2 separate regions of the Hordeum vulgare genome follow, and region 1 is linked to region 2. Evidence: chromatin contacts called from public Hi-C data. All regions are on one chromosome and are shown on one strand. The core of a region is the stretch at or near the end of the contact, and the rest is flanking DNA. Distances in the headings are between cores, read along the strand shown.

Region 1 (3,137 bases), core at 604-3,103, 130 kb after region 2:
TTCACCAACATTGCATATGAGAAGTCCTCATTCCATGATGCAGGAATAGGCACTTCATGTGCGTTCTCTTCTCCATTTGACTCGGCGGATTCATCAGAAATATCGCCTGCTATATCTTCTTCATGCATCTGGTCTTGCATGTGCCCATCAATCTCGTCGGCATCCACCTCGCCCCTGACATAATCATCTGCATCTCCCCCTTCTGCCTGACTACTCTGGTCTCCTTCGTAAACATCATCTCCAGCACGGGACGCACGAATTGACTGTGAATCATGCATCCCTACACTGCTCTCACCATACTCATAGCTACATTCCATCTCAGGTTCAGTCACCGGCTTTAGCACGGGGAGCAGTAAGGCCACAGGATGACATCCCCTATGCTCGCAAGCTTTTAACCAGTGCACCCACTGGTCGTCCCGCTCTATATGCTTCAAATACCAGAAAATATTTGCACTAGACCGGGTCCATAATGCATGAACACCGACGGTGTGAGTTTGAATATTGAACCCTAAACATTTGGCTAGCCATTCTGTCAACTAATTAACAGACCACGTTTTAGGGGAAGACAGTGGCACCTCAACTTACTGAAATTCACTAAGATCATCAGTTCCCATCTCATTTTCTCGAACAGTACCAGGACCATAATGCAAACATAACTTTACTAAATCAGACATCTCTGCTGACCTAATAAATTATTCAACAAGTAAAATTTTGAGAAGAAGGACAAACCTAAATGTGTTTCCCAAATGTATGGAAGAACCTAAGAAAATTGTGAGCTACTTAATTCACAGGCCTAAATATATCCGAATGTAACCAGAGAAACTAAAATTATTTAAAGTACTAAATGGTCTTACGTAACTATATCCAAAAAATTTAAACTATTTAATTCACTAAACTAAATATATACAAATCTACCAGATCACCTAAAAATATTTAAACTACTTAATTCACTAAACTAAATATATACAAATCTACCGAACCACCTAAAAATATTTAACCTACTAAATTCACTTAAGTGAATATGTCATAATCTAACATGATCACCTACAAATTTTTCAACTACTTAGTTCACTAAACAAACAAAAACTACCCTTGAAGCGTGATGAACGACGAACGACGCTCGACCAACACCGACAATAATCACGAACGAGCAACCGGCAGCACCACCTCCAACTCCAACGCAACAACCACATTCATCCACACCTCCACCACCACCACTCCTACCTCCACCTCAACCTCCACCACCACCACCCAAAAAAACTTGAGAAAAACAACCACGAACTACCCATCACGAGTGAGACGGATGGTTTGGCTGCCCTGACCTTACACAATAAAACTACGATGCAAAATATGGGAAAACGGGTAGTAAGAAGAATATGAGATTTTTTGTGTGGGGAGAGAAAGAAGGAGGAGAAAGAGAGAAAGGAGATAAGGAAGAATGGGAGAAGGAGGAAGAAGGTGGCATGGGGGGAGGCTGAGCGCTGGCTGTGGCCGACCACTAATCGGCCTAGCCCTAGCCGAGTGGTCCAGTCGGCCTGGTCGTAGCCGACTCGACAACGTCGATGTGGCCTGGTCATTTATTGGCCGCCACGTGACCGACAAGGCCCCTTTCGGCTACACCTGAGCGGACTGCCTCTTATCGGCCGCACGTGGGCCGACAGGCCCTAGTCGGCCACGTCTGAGTCGAGGCAACCTTATTTTAAAAAAAATTCAAATTTCCGCATTATTTTTCGAAAAGAATAAAAAAATGCAATATTTTAAAAAAATTAGCCCTGACCTGCCCAAGCAGAGCCTCCCTCGAGATCCCCTCGCAGCCAAAAAGCAACCATAACCCCAAGCCAATCCTCTGAGCCCCTTGGAAGCATCAAGGCAACCGAAGCGCGGGGTGCACCGTGTGTGCCACCGGTATTCCCGCCGCCTCTCCCCTGCGCCCGAGCCAGGTCTCACGCAAGCCGTGCCTCTCTTCTAGCCCGCCTCTGCGCCCGAGCCAGGTCTCACGCAAGCCATGCCTCTCTTCTACCCCGCCTCTGCGCCCCGATGGAGCCAGCCGCTGCTTGGAACCGCGCGGACACCGTCGCCAGGTCGAAGCTCCTCCAGCCCGTGTCGTCGGCATCTAGTAGGCCAGATCCGCGCTCCGTCCCTTCCTCTTTGTCTCCTCCCGTTCCCCCTAACCTCGTGCTCTCTCCCCCGTGACCCGTGCAGGAGCCGCAATGGCCGATGCACGTTGGAGCTCCTAAGCCGTCGCCTGCCGCCGTTGTTCACCGGATCCGGTCCCTCCTCACCGGATCTACTCGATACCTCGCGGATCCGTCCTGCCCCATTTTGATCCGCTCATTCCCAAGTATGCTCATCGCCGGAGCTCTGTTCCTGCTGTTGTTTGTCTCCTCAGTCGGGAACGAGGACTGGAGCGAGCATGTCGCTCGCTTGGCCCGCTCGTAGGCCAGCTGCTTGCCAGGCCAAGCCATGTCGGCCTAGTTGCGTCGTGGAGTCGCACCAAGCGCAGCATCCCCAGCCCCGCTAGGAGGCCGACCCATCTCACCCAACCAAGCCGCAGCCAAGCCCAGACCTCGCCCGTCCAAGCGCCCCTCCTCGGCCTAGCTCCCTCAACCAAACCGACCCACCTCGAGGTGGCCCGATGTGATTAGCCAAACGCCGACCCCCTATCCAGCACCGTGCGTGAATAATTGTTATATTGAGCCCTTAACCATAGGCCAGTTTCGAACCAGATTTGGCCCGTTAGCATTTTTCTGTTTAATGAATTTTGTCAATTATATAGATTTTACAAATTTCAGAAAAAGGCCCTAGACTTCGTCCAGATTTGGCCCGTTAGCATTTTTCTGTCCAATGAATTTTGTCAGTTATCTAGAGTTTACAAATTTCAGAAAAAAGCCCTAGACTTCATGCATATAATAACTATTTAACTGTATGTCAGATTAAAAATCTTCATATATGGAAATTTACTTATATTTTGTGTATATTAATAATATGCCATTTTCAACCATGATAAAAATGTTTAGACTTGTTGTTTTATTAAATTTGCAAAAATGTCATGTTAAAATGATTTATTAAATATCTAAATAACCATCGCTCGGATTAAAATGACCCACTTATGTAACTTGACTAGAAAAATGTGTAGG
Region 2 (3,293 bases), core at 330-2,829:
GATGAAATGTTTTCCAAAATTGATTGACTTTTTTGTTTCTTCGTTTATCCCTTTTTTCTTTCTTCTTCTTCGTGGTTTGATGACTTTTTTCAAATTCATGGACTTTTTCTTAAAATTGATGAACTTTTTTTGAAAATCGTATTTTTTTTGAAAATCCATGAACTTTTTAAAATTTCACTGAATTTTTTTTCAAATTCCATGGCCCGTTGGAAAAATATGGACGAACTTTCTAAAATTTAATGAATTGTTTTCAAATCGATGGATTTTTTTCAAATTTGATGGACTTTTTTCAAATTCGATGAGCTTTAAAAAAATCAATGAACTATTTTTTAAATTTCATGAAACTTGTTTGAAATTTGATGAAGTATTTTCATAAAATAAATCATCTTTTTTGAAACAGTTTTCAAATAATACAAATATCTAATAAATAACACGGATACAATTGTTCTTAAACCTTTTGCGTTCCTATCAATCACAAGCGTTTAAGAGGTGTAGTTGTTAGCACATGGCGCGACTTCAAGTCCTCGTGGACACACGGTTTTGCATATTTTTTCCGTGAGGCAATTTTGCTAGGATAGGCATCGTGGGCCAGTCCATGAGGTGGGCGACAGCCACCTGTTTAGACGCTTAAGGTGCGCCCAAACATGCGACATTACCAATTGAAGAGTACTTCTTTCAAAGATGAGTTCTACCATCTAGGTTGTGACAAGTGACGCATTTCATGTGTGCCACTTGTCGCAACCTGAAATTTTTTCCTTTTTGATAGATTCGTATTTTTCAAATGTTTTATCTCTTAAACCGTGCATTCAAATCTTGAATCGTTTTCATCGTTGGATTCCTTACGTTGAGATCTTCAAAACTATATCTCATGTTGATAGAGTTTGAAGAGTCACAAAAAAACCAAGCAAAAAATCATGTGTTTCGCGATAGAAAAGAAAACAAAGAACACGTTTGTTTTTCAATTCCGATCGTGCCCCTCGCGAATACAAAATCATGCTCTCGTGGAAGCAAAACCATGCCTATCATGAAAAAACGCGTTTATTTTTCCGTCTCAGAGAGGCACGAACAAAACCGTGCCTCTCACGGAAGCAAAGCCGTGCCTCTTATGATAGAAAAATAAACAGAAAACATGTTTTTTGTTTCCGAGAGGCACGACCATACCTCTCGCAAAAAACACAAAACACGTTTTTCATAATTTTTTCATTAAAAATTAAGAAATACAGGTGAAAAAGAAAACATCCAAAAAGGAAAAAATCCACCTTAAAAGACGAAAACACTTGAAAAAAATAATATAAAAAACGCTCAAAACACAACATGTTGTGACGACCGAGAACGCGCCAAGTAACGGCACGTGAGAATTATCGTTAAATGGCTCTCAGAAAAACGCTTCCCAACTAGTTGCTCTCCCGAAGACGAGCCCAAACAAGAGCTTCCCAAAAGAAAAACAAGCCAGCGACGATGGGCCATGAGGGCAGAGCATGTGGCCGCACGAAAAAAAGTGGAAAGCGAGAATGGAAAATGGGCTCGGCCCAAGGAGAGGAGGTAGTGATGAAGCATGTCCTAAAAAAATGTTTATGCTTCTGCTCCCAAATCCACCGCACCATCCCGGAGTCCCTCGCCGCCGAAACCCCTCCCCCCCCTTCTCTCCTACCGAAGCGCGCCTGTCATCTCGAAGCGGAGGAGCTCGCGCGGTCTCTCCTGATCTTCCTCCTCCGATCCCTTCTGCAGCTGCTGGTGTGGCGTGGCTCGAAAGCGATTCATTTTGTTGGTAAGGAAGCCCTAGCTTTGCTCGGATTGTTCTTCGTTTTTTTCTTCTCCGGTCTCCTCTTGGCCGCGAGCAATCGAATCCAGCCAGATCCCTTTATTCGAGATTGGTCTCAGTTAACCCCGTTCCATCCCATCGGTAGGGTGGACTATGAAGTCGCGGCTGGCGCATCCGCCCACCCATGTATTTTGGTCTCCATTTCGCGGAACTACGACTACAAATTTTGAGATCCCGAATTACACTACTAACAGCAGTTTATTTTCAGAAATTTTTTGGGGGTTCAACTGAACCCCCATGCCCCGTGTTAAGCCCGCCCCTGTGAGGAGCTGGAGCTGGTGCTGCTGCTGGTGCTAGTGCTGGGGCTGTGGAGAAGAGCGCAGCAGAGGAGGAGCAGGGGTGGAGGATGCTGAGTGTGGTACGGGTGCACCTGCCGTCGGAGATCCCAATTGTGGGGTGTGAGATCACCCCTTATGTGCTGCTGCGTCTGCCCAATGGCGCCATCTCCACTGACGATGTGCCTGAGACCGCTGCTGTTGATGGTCACTTCATGCGATACAGATGGTGAGCGAGAAGCTCGTGACTCTTAACTTTTGGTTCAATAGGATATGCATTGTGGAATGATTAGTTCCGCTTGTGCGTTAGTACTAGTGAATTCTGATAAAAGAAGGGTCTTTCAGTATCGATCAGATTGCTATATGCTTAACTACTTACTAAACTCAGGAAAGTACTGTTCTTCTTAATTCCGGTATATATGTAGCACAACTGTATCAATTTGGAGCATGAATTGCTCTAACAAGCCAATTTTGTGTTTTTGTAAATGAATGGAAGCACAGAGAATATTAAATGCCAATGGTTGCCTTTGAGACATAACTAGATTGTTGAGTTGGAGACGCAGTACAGTTCTCAGGACTCAGAAGTCGTATCTTGATTCCCTTACGGATAAAACTATTGAGTCTATGACATATTAAGCCACCAAATGGGATAATACAGAATGGTTATAAGAATAATTGATTATTCATCGAGCAAGTCAATAAGCTGTCTGATTTGGTTGTGCTTAGAACTCTGGACAGTTAGATAGCATTGTAAGAGTGTCGTAGTGGAGATGAAGGCTGCTTGGCTTGTAGAATGCTATCAATCGTTGGGCAAGAATGATTCTATCCATCGTGGGTGGAATGGGATTTTTGGGATTGCACTGGATCATATAAATAATTTTGTAGAGATGCGCAAGTGCTATCAATTTGTTCACTTGGGTCACATTATTCTTGGACTGTGATACATTCCTCGAGCTGAACAGCACTTCGTGAACTCAAAGAGGCTGCTTGATAGTACACTGAATTTTGGTGCCTCTGGAGCTCGAAAAGGATTATTATATTAGCTTCAGCTGCAAGTTACTTTACTTGCTTACGGTTAGGGAGAGCTTGAACGCACATTCCATTATTTTTGTTTTGTTGACTACACGTGTCCTTCTCTTTTGTTTGATCTCTTACTGGCCTTGTCACTCCCACACCCACCCTTATCCATATTCTTT

What was found. Hi-C and Micro-C count contacts between places; a contact is called where the count stands out from the background.
Region 1: a Hi-C map of leaf shows a contact between it and region 2, with 3 times the contacts expected there. The contact joins the enhancer-like site here to the promoter of LOC123429162 in region 2. A contact is called at or near these places in 2 of 6 Hi-C or Micro-C datasets (leaf and seedling) and 1 of 1 datasets of contacts at active chromatin or transcription factors (embryo).

What each region holds. Positions count from the first base shown.
Region 1 is chr1H:223,384,363-223,387,499 of MorexV3_pseudomolecules_assembly, forward strand. No RefSeq gene overlaps it. Among protein-coding and RNA genes, the nearest start is that of LOC123429162, 130 kb to the left of the region's middle. Within about 2 kb of position 1,854, at least 3 of the 3 cell types and tissues checked have open chromatin away from gene starts, as enhancers often do. A contact at or near this core is called in leaf and seedling, where this site is marked.
Region 2 is chr1H:223,251,758-223,255,050 of MorexV3_pseudomolecules_assembly, forward strand. It overlaps LOC123429162 (carbon catabolite repressor protein 4 homolog 1-like), which reads left to right and starts at 1,580. Exons shown (of 13, transcript XM_045113226.1): 1 at 1,580-1,768; 2 at 2,031-2,326. The coding sequence starts at 2,169.